4 separate regions of the Sus scrofa genome follow, and all the other regions are linked to region 1. Evidence: chromatin contacts called from public HiChIP or PLAC-seq and promoter capture Hi-C data. All regions are on one chromosome and are shown on one strand. Each heading gives the region's core, a stretch centred on a gene start, on an enhancer-like site or on the middle of the called end of the contact. The rest is flanking DNA. Distances are from core to core; before and after follow the strand shown. Region 1 holds the start of RNF20 (E3 ubiquitin-protein ligase BRE1A). Region 2 holds the start of MRPL50 (39S ribosomal protein L50, mitochondrial). Region 3 has its middle 20 kb from the start of ALDOB. Region 4 holds the start of ALDOB (fructose-bisphosphate aldolase B).

Region 1 (3,499 bases), core at 601-3,100:
GTTCCAAGCAATTCACCCTGATTAAACTGTCCATTGTTAAGACTACGACTTTAGCTTGGAGAATAGGATTTATTATTTAAATTAAGACAATCCTTGGAGACAGAAGTGAAGTCAGCTTCCTTCAAGACATATGGAATAAAGGGGTCTAATAGATAGAAATAATCATATGAATAAAATCTTGTTTTATTAAAAACACAAGAAAGGGGAAATGGATGCTGAGTAGGCAACCAACAAAGTTCACTTAGCACCAGGGATTGACTTAGCACAATACTACAGGTGATAATACTCAAACAAAATTCAATTAGTGTCAGAAAATCAATAATGAATACAAGGGATCCTGACAGAGAGTAATAAAGAACTACTCAGCTCTAGGTAATGTGGCCATGTAAGAATATAAACCCAGTGTTGCTAGATCATCAATATTTTCAAGAGAAGTTGGTAATCTGGATTTTTATGTAAAATATCTTATTTTAAATGTTGGCAAATAACTCAATTGTTGTTTTTAACCGAAAAAGTCAGCTAATGCTATCCAAAATAAAGCCTATCTATTGGTCAAACAAAGGCTTGTGAAACTCAAGTTTACAAACTTTGGCTTAGAATCATTGTTTGCCATTCAGAGATTCTGTAGATTAAGGTTTGCCCAGAGTAGAGCAGCCAAACAAAGGAGATAAGAGAGTATCGTTATCTAACACAGTGCTTTTCCGGATGGGTTCCCAAACAGGTTTTCAGGCTTCTGCTTCACCTAACAAAAAGTGAAGTCCATTTGGAGGACTTTTTTCCAGGCTTGGCAAAATGTTCCAGTACCAGGAACGATGAAAGCTTGTTTTTTCCTATTGTTTACCTTGTGATGTTATCTGCAAGGCATTCAGCCTTTTAACTGATAAATTAAAAAAAAAAACTTTTTAAATTAAAAATATGTTAAAAAGTTCGCTCCGTGGTGTAAAGGGTTGGGGGATCCAGCCTTGTCACTGCTTGGGTCGCCGCTGTGCTGAAAGTTGGATCCCTGGCTTGGGAGCTTCTGCATGGCACAAGTGGAGCCAAAACTTTTTAAAAAAACAAATCGATAAACTAGATTGATTACCTTCCTATTATTAAAACACAAACCTTTAGCTTAATTGAATGGGAAATAGCCGGTTCTTATTAACTAAAACAAATAAATGAATAAATTAAAAAAAATCAATCCTTAATTAGCTTAAAATAGACTAGTATTGAGACCAGAAACTACTTATTGATTTATGTTTATCTTTAACCTGGTCAATTTCTTGCTCCAAAGAAGCACAAAAGCAGTACTTGCCAATCCTGTTTGCATGTTAGAATCTCGCTGGGGTGGGGGGAGGGTCGGGAAAATGCTTTTTTAAAAAGCATCAATGCCCAAGCCCTACCCTAAAAGGACCAAAACTCCTTCAGTGGTTGTTTAGACCAAGCTGTTATATGTTATATACATCTCCCTGTAAGAAAAGTCCACAGGCTCCGAAACCCACCGAATCTCTTGGTTTTCTTCAGAACCCCTCATTTCAGCACGATGGGGTTCAGAGCAATATTTTTCCGAGGTGTCCAAAGGCTGGTTTTCCCCCCGGAGATTGACGGGACCTTCAGCCAATGTACAGTCTGACCGAGAAATAGGCAAGCGAGCAACGGGGACTTAAAATAAACAGGGACTTCATCTCAGTAGAAAAAGATTAGGTCTCAATAGCAAGAGCCAACAAGTGGGAAAAAAATCCTGGGCGCTGCCTCCAGCGTCAGCCAGGCCTGGACACAGCCAGAGTTTCTGCCGCTGCCGCCGCCGGGTCCCCAAGTATTGCTAGAGAGACGCGCTTACTTCCGGGAGCACGGCGCCCTCGCGGCGCGTCACTTCCGCCCGGCTGTGTATTAAGGTCCACCTGGCCGGGTTGAAGCGACTTCCTTTTTTCTTTCCCTTTTTCCTCTCCCTGACTCCTCCTCCCGGAAACTTCGCTGGACCTTAGCTTGTGGGTCAGGGGTGAGAGGTTGCGGGGGTGCTACGCGGACCTCGGTGAGTAACTGCCCAGAGTTCTGTTCCCTGGCGGCGCAGGTTGGAAGAACTCAGGTTAGATCTCGGCCAAGGAAGGGACCAGACTGTGCGGGCACCAGGAATCTCCACCTCCTCCCGCTCCAGAGTCTCTCTCTGGGGCCTGCCGTTGGCCTCGTCGGAGGCTGGGATCCTAGGCCCCTCTCGAGTCGGATTGAGGCCCTTGTCCTGCCCCTCTCTCTCCATGCGAGGTCCCATCCAGGTGGCTGCCTTCTCCTGGAGCTTGAATTGGAAACAGAGTTGTGTGTAGTCACGGTGCGGGTGGGGCTGCCTCTTAAAGTAGCAAAGTGCTTTAGCATCCATTCTGCCTCCTTTGAGCTGCAAATCTTGGGAAGCAGGTAGAGCAGACAGAATAAATTGTTCGTGTGCATATGGGGAACTCATACTTTCAGGGCTGCACGGCTCCGTAAGAGTTAGAACTGGGATTCGCCCCCAGGCCCGGTTTCTCTAGGGTTGCACAAATTCATGGGGAGAACGTTTGGAAATAGAGAAGAAACTGCAGATATAACAGAGCTATCCTTTCTGAGTGCATACTTCATGTTAGGCGTTATGCTAAGTTCTTTCTATACTTACTCATTCCTTATAAGGAGTATGGAAAGCATATACCTGTTGTTATTTCTGATTTAGGAAATTGAGGCTCAAAAGTGATAAATGACTTGTCCAGTATTAATAATTAATTACACATCTCCCAGGTATCTTTCAGTGCTCTGCTTCTCCCAACACTATATAATTAACTTCTTTTCTAATAAAACTGTACTTTTTGGATTTTGGTTTGGGAAATGAGAGTCCTGGAATTTTTCTTGGTCTCTGCACCCTTTGCCCATTGTTTCATTTCCAGCAGCATCTTATTTAGAAATTTGTAGTTATGTAAACTACAGCTGTGACTTTTACTCCACAACTTTCTCTTTCCAAGAGGAACTTGAGGATCATGTTGCTGAGTGTGGAATTAATGGATCTAGGTTAAATGATTGGCTGGAAAAATTGGTAGTTTTTACATTATATGTGGACTGTCTTTAGTTGTTCACCTTGTGTATCTTACTTAAATTTCTGTCTTCAGGAAAACAGCTATCATCTTGTGCCAAGATGTCAGGAATTGGAAATAAAAGGGCAGCTGGAGAGCCTGGCACATCTGTGCCTCCGGAGAAGAAGACAGCTGTTGAAGATTCAGGGACTACAGTGGAAACAATTAAGCTCGGGGGTGTCTCTTCAACGGTAAGTGGAAATATTTCTATGAGGGTGTGCTTTTCTTCTGTCAGTTGCAACCTGAATTGATTTATGGAAGCCTTCTGGAGTAACAGGAATTGGTTTGAAAAGGAAAGGGTAATAAAAGTATAAAAGCCAAAAGTAGATAAAATGTTGTGTTGCTCTGTTCTGAGAGAGAAATAAATGGACTTTTGATCTTTACTCTTAAAAGTATGTTTATATTCTTTGAAGAGTCTGGTACCTGAAATA
Region 2 (3,178 bases), core at 484-2,983, 120 kb before region 1:
GCAGAGAGGCAGCCAAAAAAAAAAAAAAAAAGGTGCAGAATTTCAGAGAATTGATTGCAATACTGAAAGAAGTGGATAACATGCTATCAAATATCATTTCATGCTACAAAAAATCATTTGTGAAAGAGCCAAGTGATGCAGCTAAATTCTTTGTCTTATTTTAAAGAATTGTCAGACACTTCACCTTTCATCAACCACTGCCTTGAACTATCAACAGCCACCAACATCTAGACAAGACACACCAGCATAAGGCTCACATGATGCGTAGCATTTTTTTTAAGCATTAAAGTATTAAGCTAAGGTATGTATATTGCTTTTTTAGACATAATGCTATTGCACATTTAACACACTACAGATAGTAAGCATAACTTTAAATGCACAGGGAAACCAAAAAATTCCTTTAACATGCTTTGAGATATTCACTTTACCTAACCCTAACCCTTTGTTTGTTGGAAAACAAACCTCAGTAGCTCCAAGGTACACCTTATACTGTTCTAGTTTTCCTCATAATTTACCACTTTCTGAAATTATATTCTACATTTGTTCATTTTTTCCTCCGCCAAAAGACATATTCTATGAGAATAAAGATTTGGTCTGTTTTAACAACCGTATCCCTCACATCTAGACACTGCATATAGCAGACACTCTAGCAAAACTTGGTGAGTAAGTAAATAAAACAAACTTAAAAGGAGATTTGAAAGATAATAATAAACATTAACCAAAAGAGGGGAAGCTAATAAATACATGAGCTGATAACAAAAATCCTTTTACTGAAAGAGTTTATGTCTGAAACTTAAGAGGGCATACATTGTTCCCTGATGTTCCTCTAAGTTTTGATGTCATAACACTTCCTGAGTCAAAAAGATTTATCTTGACAAAATTCCACATGGCGCTGTGGGAAAAGCAGTTTGATGGACGAGTTAAGAGACCTGGGTTCCACATCCACCTGTCATTAAGTTGCTTTCTGACATTTAGCAAAAAAAACTTTCTCTCTGTGGGCCCTCAGTTTCCTCATATGTCAGAGTACTTATGCTCAGAGAAGGGGCTTTGTTTCTGTTGCTGTATTTAGAGAAATGCTGGGCCTGAGCTGGCGACTAGTATCGGTTGAATGAACCAATGAACTAACAAACGAACACAATGAGGAGTTCTGCTTGTGAAGAAATAAACGCCGCAAACGAATTTAGTTCATCAAGCACGTTCATATTCCTGTTCTGAATTGACCGTCGGAAACGAGTCATTCCTTTCCTGAGATCCTACTCCACTAGGTGCCTAGAGCGCATGGTCGGTACTGCTTGCTTAATAAATTAACGGGTGAAATGAAAGGGAAAGGGGAAAGTATTTCGGTTCTAAGATTTGTAAACTGAGGTCAAAGGAAGTGACTGGACCACCACTCGCGGAACCTGGTGCTTGTTTCTCAACTCAGAACCCTAACGCACTTTATCGTCCCTTCCCTAGCAAGACGCAGGAGGAGGTTCCTGTCTTAATAGCATGACGCTCCCTTCCGAATTCTCCTCTTCATCCTTCTCAGTTTCTCTCCTTATTTTCTGTGAGCTTGAACCACCATCACTTTCCGCTTTACCTGAATGGAGACCAAAATTCTCTGCGTGGCGCCCCAGAGACTGCACACGTGAGGCTTCTTCTGGCAAGACCGGAGACCCACCGTGCCGCCATCTTCGAGGAGAACTTCGAAACAAAACACCGCCCCCCGCCGGCAGTGACGCGCCAAGACCAGCCAATCAGGCGTAAGCTTAGTGTCAAGCATTCCCTTTTTCCTCTAAGCCTCACCATGCTCCCTAGCCCTTTGCACTCCGGGAAATGTAGTCCGGTAGCCGTTGCGGCTGAGACTGAACCCGGGCGCTCCCTCTGAGCCTGACGGGAGTTGTAGTTGGGGGGAGTCCCGGGAGGGTTCTGGGTGACGCCTTCTGGTCCGGGCGGGCGGTCATAGAGCTCTTTGGCTGAAAGCAAAAGGAGCAGGCAGCCGGGAGGAGGCTCTAGCGCGGCCTGGAAGGCCTGCGTAACTAGGCAGGGGAGGCATTCGGGGTTAGGGGGCGGCCAAGAAGCGCATCTGACATGCTGCTGGGGTCGTGACCGCTCGGGGACCGAGGCAGGACCTGGCCATATCCAGCCTGGAGGCCTCGCCTTCGTCGGGCCTCATCTTCAGCGGCGGCGTAGGCCTTGCTAGAGGCTCCTTTTCGTGCGGCTACCCCGGATTCCTGCCCTGATTTTCTGTCGGAGAGATGGCCTCCCCGAGCCCCCCGACAGAGCCGAAGGTAGGTCGCCCCTCCGGGTATTCGTGTTCTTTCGCCATTACCCAACTAGGCCACGCCACCGTCGGTCGTGTTCCCCCCCCGCCCCCGCCAGATTGCGGTCTTTAGGGCCAGCTTGGTGCGAGGGAGTACCCCTTTAATGCACCAGGGTGCCGGTCATGACCACACTATCCACTGGCTCCTTTTTTGAGAGCGACTGGATAAATTAGCTAAAGAAAATGAGTAGTGCTCCAAACTAGTGTTCTCATTTATGAGTTCTTTCAGGTGAGGTACCTTTTTTGACCCTCTCCTGTGTCTAATGCACCTGCTGCGATGCCTGGACCCAAGGTAGACGCATGGAGAACTTAACGGAATTGAAGTGAAAAGGGTCTCAAGCCAGTGCTAATAGAGAATTGGAGCGGGGCAATGAGGTGCAGGAAACTTGGGAAGGCCTTGGGTCAGTTTGCTAGAATTATAATATTGGGGAATAATTGATAAGCCAGAAAGCCTTATCCTAGGCCTCCTCACTACAGAAGGCAAAGATGCAGCAATAGAATTCAGTCTGTTCCAGAATTGAGCCCAGTTTGGAACTCTTAGTTATCATGTGCCTCCTAGCCTACCCAGCCCTGATAAGTGATTGCTTCTGCTACTTTCAGTGCTAGAATTGTCCTTGAGACAACAAGAACTGACTACAGAAATCATACTATTTCAGGGGTTGCTGACATTTGAGGATGTGGCTGTGTTTTTTACCCAGGAGGAGTGGGATTATCTGGATCCAGCTCAGAGAAGCCTGTATAAAGATGTCATGATGGAGAATTATGGAAACCTGGTCTCACTGGGTAAGAATCTGCTGTTTCTCTGATTAAAATATATAAGAAACTGTAAGAAATCAGAACACTTGAGCCAGTATCATACCAAACTGCTTTGTTCCA
Region 3 (3,144 bases), core at 220-2,719, 64 kb before region 1:
TTTAAAAAAAATTTTATCACACACCTAAAACTACTAGGTGTGTGATAGTATCTCATTGTAGTTTTAATTTGCTTTTCCCTAATGGCTAATAATCTTTTCATGTGCTTATTAGCCATCTTCTGTGGTGGTTGTGACTGTACCACTACTTATAAGTCTTTTAACTGTTTCAATATTTGTCCTTTTAAGTTTCTGTAGTAATGAGAATGCCCTAAGGCATTTCACGTTCTATTTGCCTATTCTAAAATTGTGTTGACAGAACTGTTAGATGAATAGCACTATTAGTTGGAAACGAAGGATACCTGTGTTAACAGAGAACTATCCAAATAAGTTGATATTTATGCCGTAAACATAGACTATTCACATGTATTCAAGCTGGCAGTAGGGAAGGTGAGTGGGGGAAATAATGACATAGAATTGGGAGACAGTGGGAGAGGTTGAGAAAGGAGCTATGCAGGGGAATATTGATTTTGCCCCATTCAGTCTCTCCTCCCACACTATCTATATCATGGCCAACACTACAGTTTTTGTTTTGCCAAATTAGCTTTTTTTCATTATTATGGATGAGTTTTTTGTTTTTTTATAGCAAGTATATTAAGGAGATGGTTGCCCTAGTTGAGCAGCAGAAACCAGCTATAGGCTAGCCTTTGTGCTAAGGTTGGCAAAAATTTTCAATAGTGAGCCACTTGATCAGAAAGCTATATGTAAGCAAAAGAAAGTTTATCCAGGAGTTCCCGTCGTGGCGCAGTGGTTAACGAATCCGACTAGGAACCATGAGGTTGCCGGTTCGGTCCCTGCCCTTGCTCAGTGGGTTAACGATCCGGCGTTGCCGTGAGCTGTGGTGTAGGTTGCAGACGCGGCTCGGATCCCGCGTTGCTGTGGCTCTGGCGTAGGCCGGTGGCTACAGCTCCGATTGGACCCCTAGCCTGGGAACCTCCATATGCCGCGGGAGCGGCCCAAGAAATAACGACAAAAAGACAAAAATAAATAAATAAATAAATTAAAAAAAAAAAAGAAAGTTTATCCATATGCTTGTGTTAGCATACAGCAAATTTTGTATTCTGAAAAAAATCACTTTATACAAATGTGCAGTAATAAGCCTAGAGTTTGAACTTTCCTCTCTAGCAAGCAGGTACAGTAGCGTGAGAACACTATCCTAGACTGGAGTTCTGGAGACGGTGTGTCTCCAGACATACTGGAGTTGAATGGGTGTGACCAGGGCAAAGGACAGAAGGGCCTGAGCAAAGCAGAAGGGAGAACAACATCCATGGTGAAGGGGAGAGAAAAGCTAGTCATGTAAGAGAGGAAGAGGAGACAGACCACTCTCAGCCAGCTCTCCTCCCATTTCCACCTTGGCTGTAGGAGAAAGGGCATTTCTTCCACCCCCACACCCTCTGTCTAGCAGCTTCTCACTAGCTTCTTTCTGAGGAGAGAGGGCATTTCTTCTATAGCCACACCCTCTGTCTAGCAGCTTCTTACTAGCTTCTTTCTGAGGCAGGAAGAATTACTCAAAGCACAAGGAAATTACCAAACCACATTTAACTGGAGGATGGAGTCTCTAAGCTGGGATTTCCTCTTTTGCAGCCACAGTGCCCTATTGCAGTACTGGATCAGGGCCTGACCATTCTCTTCTATGTATGTGCCTCTGCATAAATTGCATCTGGTGTCTTCCAGACCTTTCCAATCACCCCTGAGTGATGGAAGCTTCTTTAAGATTCCAGGCCTAAACAGCATAATCTGATTTGGCTTAACAAATCACTGGGAGACAACTGAGTCCTTATCAATTAATAAAAAGTTATTTTTATTTTCCATTTGGTTATTGTTCTCATATGCACATTCCTAAATTAGAAATCCCTGAAGAGGTTTAGTGGTAGGAATTCAACCCCTAAACTGAATCTCTGACATTTCCATAATTAATACTAAACAAGATCCCAATCCAAATGGAGCCCCCCAACCCCCCGCAAAAAAAGAAGGCAAAAATAGTATCTAAGATAGAAGGACTACAACTAGGGTCGAGATGACAGAAGTTCAGAGGGGTAAATAGAAACTGGAAAAAGTCTCCCTTTGAGCTTCATCTGTGGGTCAAGAGGAAACCATCATTCATTCATCCATCCACCCACGCATCCATGCATCCATGCATCCATCCATCCATCCATCCATCCATCCATCCATCCATCCATTCTTCCATCCACTCATCAACACACTTCTTGGTTTCAGGCACTGGGCTGTGATTTTATCATACAAGTTTCTCACTGTCTGAAGGAGGACTGGAAAAAAAAAGGGGGAGTGTAAGTGAAGCTGTCATGAGAAAAATAAAGTCAGAAGATGAGCAAGATGGCACAGCATTTTCCCCCAATCTTGGACTTGTTGAAGCTCCTATAGAAAGAGAAATTAGGAATAAATGATGCAGCTTACTCATTAGCAAGATTTTAGGAGTCTAGGCATAAGCACTACTGATCTGAGGGACAGGTGACAAAACAGAACACAAAAGTTGGAGAAAGCATCTGTTTCCATTTTTCTTAGAACCCAGCACTAAACTGTAAAGTAGGTATCAGTATTCATCAAAATCTGTTTTCTTCCCCTTTCATGTATATGGAAGACCTCTCTGCCCTTTATGGCCCTCTTGCATTGAGTGGGGCCATGGCAACGCCATGTGCTGTCTGAAGCAGAGAAGGGCTGGTGAGTAACCATTAAGCCCTTTATCTGATAGGCATCCCTGCTTGGTTGTCCAGGGAGGTTTTCTGCTTCTGGTGGGGCAACTAAAGGTCTGTGAAGTCCTCAGCCTTAATTACTGAATTGCTACATGGAAAACAGGTTGCTCAGACCTTATTAGATTGTGTGGCAGTGAGAAATAAACCTTTGTTATGGCAAGTCACTGACCAAGACATTGGCATTCTTGCTATGCCTGAGTCTAACCTAGCTTGAAGAACTCAAGAGTTTGCTAAGCATTAAAAAACAGTAACCTTGGCACAGGCACTAATGTTCCCAAATTGGTTACCATGAGCAGGAGCAAGAGAGAAGCCCTTTAGAGTTACTCTGCAGCAATGTGGAGTTAGAGTAGGAAGGACAAGACAGATGCTATGTGATGGTTGTGGCTAGCAAACTGCTATGAGAGCACATAAAGATTCCCAGAGGTGTTCCCATTGT
Region 4 (3,087 bases), core at 113-2,612, 84 kb before region 1:
TTCTTTGAAGAGGTTCTGTGAAAAGATAATTTGTAAAACAATCACTATTTTATCTCCTGGAGAAATATAAGGAAGTAGAGAATCCAGTTGCTTCTCCACACACAAGGCAGATGGATTTTCAAGAAGACCTGAGGGACTTATTCATTGAAAGCCTATGACTGTAGGGCATTTCACAGCACTTTTACATAGATATGCAGGAAGATTCCCACAGTTTTGTTATGCATCCAGTGCTATGGTAACAAGTGCAATGAGATAATCTAGAACAGCCTCATCCCTGGTACCTTTGAATATACATGAAGCAGCTCAGAAAGAGACTTGAGTGTTGCTCTTTCCTCAAAACTGGCATGTAACCCAAAGGAACTCCTAGGTTTACAGCAACTACACTCCATTCTCTACCCCAGAACCTCAGATCTAGCTTGGGCCTGGGTGGTCCCCAGATGTGCTTTGGCTAAAGTGATGGTGGTGGCAGAGCTGGAGCCCCTGCTGGATCCACATTGGCTCATGGAACCTGGGTAATTATTTAAACAGAAGTTTATTTTAAAGACAACATATCCTCACAATTTGCCTATTCTTCTGATAGTAGAACAAATGCACCAAAATACATCAGCAGCCTTTGATTCCAAATATCTTAAGCTGTAGGATCTTCAGAGTGGGAAATGTTATAGAAAGTATCAAAACAGGTAAAGGTTTGACAATTAATAATCAAATGATAAGGATGCCATGTGTTGTCTGTTCCATTTTCTCATTTAAGCAGTGAGTGGATACAAAGGGCAAAAAGGCCAGGAGTTCATTTCTAGGACAAAGAAACTTCAGTGCTGGTAGAAGAGTATGAAGAAAATGACCTAAGGTGCTACATATGTACATTCTCATAGGAATAAGCAGTTGTTATGGGGAGAGTAAGAATGAAAAAGAATCTTAAACACTGATTAGAACATAACCAGATAGGAGTATGCAAGCTGTTCTCCCTAAGCCAAAGACTCAGAAGAGCCCTCATAAAGGTAACACTGGTAAATGGCATTATTCATGAGCATTTTGCTACCAAAGAGGCAGGGGAGTTAGAGATAAAACACTCACTTCAGCAGATCATCACATTTTCAGACACTATCAAGTTTTTCCTGAAAATGAAAGCAAACATTCCCCTCTCTGTGCTTAGTGCTATCACTAAGCCCTCAGTCCTGGTGCAGTTCTGGTAGACAACGAAGTTCTACTTACAGTTTGGGAAAGGAGAGTCCTCCTAGATCTCAGAAGCTGTGGATAAGGCAGCAGCTGCCAAATAGGATGAATCTTGGGCAACACGCAGTTTTTATAGGCTACTCATCAGAGCTTTTTTTTTTTTTTTTTTTTTTTAAAAAAAAAAAAAAAACCTTTACCCTCCCCTTCTCACCTTAGTCTGGTAGGGAGGTGTTTAACTAATAACTCTGATTGGCTCATAAACCGCCAATCCTTCCAATCGTGCTCACACATTGTTTGTACTCACAGAATGTTAAAGCTGTAAGGGACGTGTGTAGACCTTGTAGTTCTTAATCCAGACTCTTCATGGCACAGGAGAGGACGCAGAGACCAAGAGGACTGGGGGATTCCCTTCAGTCACGCAGTGAATGAATGACCAGGCTCTGGAGCCCACCAAGGAAGACTGGGAAGCGTGTCAGCTTAGCTCCAGCACCTACTACATACATGACCTTGGTCAGGGATTTGTTACTTCTTTAAGCCTTAATTTCCTCCTCTGTAAAGTGGGGTCTGAACGTCAACAGAGCACCAAATGATTCTGTAAAGTGCCTGCATACAGCAGGCATTCAAAGGTCCTGCCCAGTCCCCCGAAACCATGTTGGGTTCCCTGATATTTTTAATGCCAGAATACGCTGTCTTTTAATCTAGTCTCATTCTCTCTCAATCTGTACCTTATTGTCTTTAAAGGTGATGAAAACTAGAAAAAACCTCAAAGTGATTGATGTAAGCAATCAGCTTCCATAGTTACAGCACTGTCTGGGTACAAGTTCATTCTACAGGTTTTTTTTTTTTTTTTTCCTCTCTGAGAATTAAACAAAAATCTAATTCAAGAGAAGGCAAAAAAAAAAAAAAAATTGTGTATGTTTCCCAAGGCAAATAACGAAAGAGGCAAATACAATTTATAGGGAAATCTAAAAATAATGGAATATCTATGATCACAGGAAAGCATACATTTTCAGGAACATATTCCTTTGGAATAACATAAAATATGAGCAAAAAACCTAAAAAATCAAAGTGCTCTATGGTACAGAGTGTAACACTATAATGAATGAAATATCAATAAAAATGAAGAAAAACACAGTGGTCAACTGAGTTGTCTAAGAATTTAGGCTCAGACGGTTTCTAAAAGTGAAGAATGTTGGAAATTGAATGTGATATTGAAGGAGACTGAAATATTTAAAACACAAAATTGAGGCTCAGTTGTCTAGGATGTTTGGCCAAGCCTGTCCTAAGGATAACTGAGCGCCAGACCAAGTTCCCATCAGCTTTCTCAACTCCGTCTCCCTCCCAAGGCACACTTTCTGGTTTCGCATCTGGTGCTCATTCAAGCACCTGGCATGCGATTCATAAGATCAAGATGATGTGATCTGAGGACATGTGAGGTTTCATCAAATCTGATTTTAGTCAAAGGATAAAGGAAGAAGAAGAGGTGGATGGTGATAGAAGAATGGGGTTATTGACAATTGTTCCGCGTCAGGGCTGGGGTGGTCAGAACCATGACTGAAACATTCCACCTGTTGAAAATGCATGGTTGAGATAATTTTACTTAGGCTACTAGTACTGATTTTTACTATAAGAATAACAATAATCACAGCTCTTTTTCGAAGTTCTTTGGTGCATCTGGTTCTTTGTATAAATGATTTCCAATCTCAGCACCTCTACAAGGAAAGGTTTATTAGCCCATTTTCTGGATAAGGGAACTCTGGTTCAGAGAGGTTAAGTATCTTGCCTAATTCACAGGAAAGGTACAGGAAGAGCCTGTCTCACTCCAAGTCAGGGCTCAAAAGCAGAGCTGCTTACGTTTTTGGTGACCTCAAACTGCAGAGATTTGCTCTTTTCCTCTCCAGCTCTCAGCAGTTT

What was found. Promoter capture Hi-C pulls out the DNA fragments that hold promoters and counts their contacts. HiChIP or PLAC-seq counts read pairs in DNA pulled down with a chosen protein or histone mark.
Region 2: an H3K27ac HiChIP or PLAC-seq map of alveolar macrophages shows a contact between it and region 1. The contact joins the promoter of MRPL50 here to the promoter of RNF20 in region 1. A contact is called at or near these places in 2 of 5 promoter capture datasets (fetal liver and liver), 14 of 47 Hi-C or Micro-C datasets (alveolar macrophages, epiblast stem cells, fetal heart ventricle and 7 more) and 2 of 2 datasets of contacts at active chromatin or transcription factors (alveolar macrophages and skeletal muscle).
Region 3: a contact with region 1 is called in an H3K27ac HiChIP or PLAC-seq map of alveolar macrophages. The contact joins the enhancer-like site here to the promoter of RNF20 in region 1. A contact is called at or near these places in 1 of 5 promoter capture datasets (fetal liver), 23 of 47 Hi-C or Micro-C datasets (alveolar macrophages, blood, embryonic fibroblasts and 12 more) and 2 of 2 datasets of contacts at active chromatin or transcription factors (alveolar macrophages and skeletal muscle).
Region 4: a promoter capture Hi-C map of liver shows a contact between it and region 1, with 5 times the contacts expected there. The contact joins the promoter of ALDOB here to the promoter of RNF20 in region 1. A contact is called at or near these places in 2 of 5 promoter capture datasets (fetal liver and liver), 26 of 47 Hi-C or Micro-C datasets (alveolar macrophages, blood, embryonic fibroblasts and 12 more) and 1 of 2 datasets of contacts at active chromatin or transcription factors (skeletal muscle).

What each region holds. Positions count from the first base shown.
Region 1 is chr1:243,223,861-243,227,359 of Sscrofa11.1, forward strand. It overlaps RNF20 (E3 ubiquitin-protein ligase BRE1A), which reads left to right and starts at 1,851. Exons shown (of 20, transcript XM_001926594.6): 1 at 1,851-2,011; 2 at 3,105-3,259. The coding sequence starts at 3,131. It overlaps LOC102167599 (a long non-coding RNA gene), which reads right to left and starts at 1,810. Exons shown (of 3, transcript XR_301384.3): 1 at 1,482-1,810.
Region 2 is chr1:243,105,098-243,108,275 of Sscrofa11.1, forward strand. It overlaps MRPL50 (39S ribosomal protein L50, mitochondrial), which reads right to left and starts at 1,734. Exons shown (of 2, transcript XM_003122043.4): 1 at 1,580-1,734. The coding sequence starts at 1,671. ZNF189 (zinc finger protein 189) reads left to right here and starts at 1,814. Exons shown (of 4, transcript XM_005652705.3): 1 at 1,814-2,270; 2 at 3,001-3,085. The coding sequence starts at 2,238.
Region 3 is chr1:243,159,907-243,163,050 of Sscrofa11.1, forward strand. No RefSeq gene overlaps it. Among named protein-coding and RNA genes, the nearest start is that of ALDOB, 20 kb to the left of the region's middle. Within about 2 kb of position 1,470, at least 9 of the 83 cell types and tissues checked have an H3K27ac peak or open chromatin away from gene starts, as enhancers often do. A contact at or near this core is called in alveolar macrophages and retroperitoneal adipose tissue, where this site is marked.
Region 4 is chr1:243,140,142-243,143,228 of Sscrofa11.1, forward strand. ALDOB (fructose-bisphosphate aldolase B) reads right to left here and starts at 1,363. Exons shown (of 9, transcript XM_021066854.1): 1 at 1,213-1,363.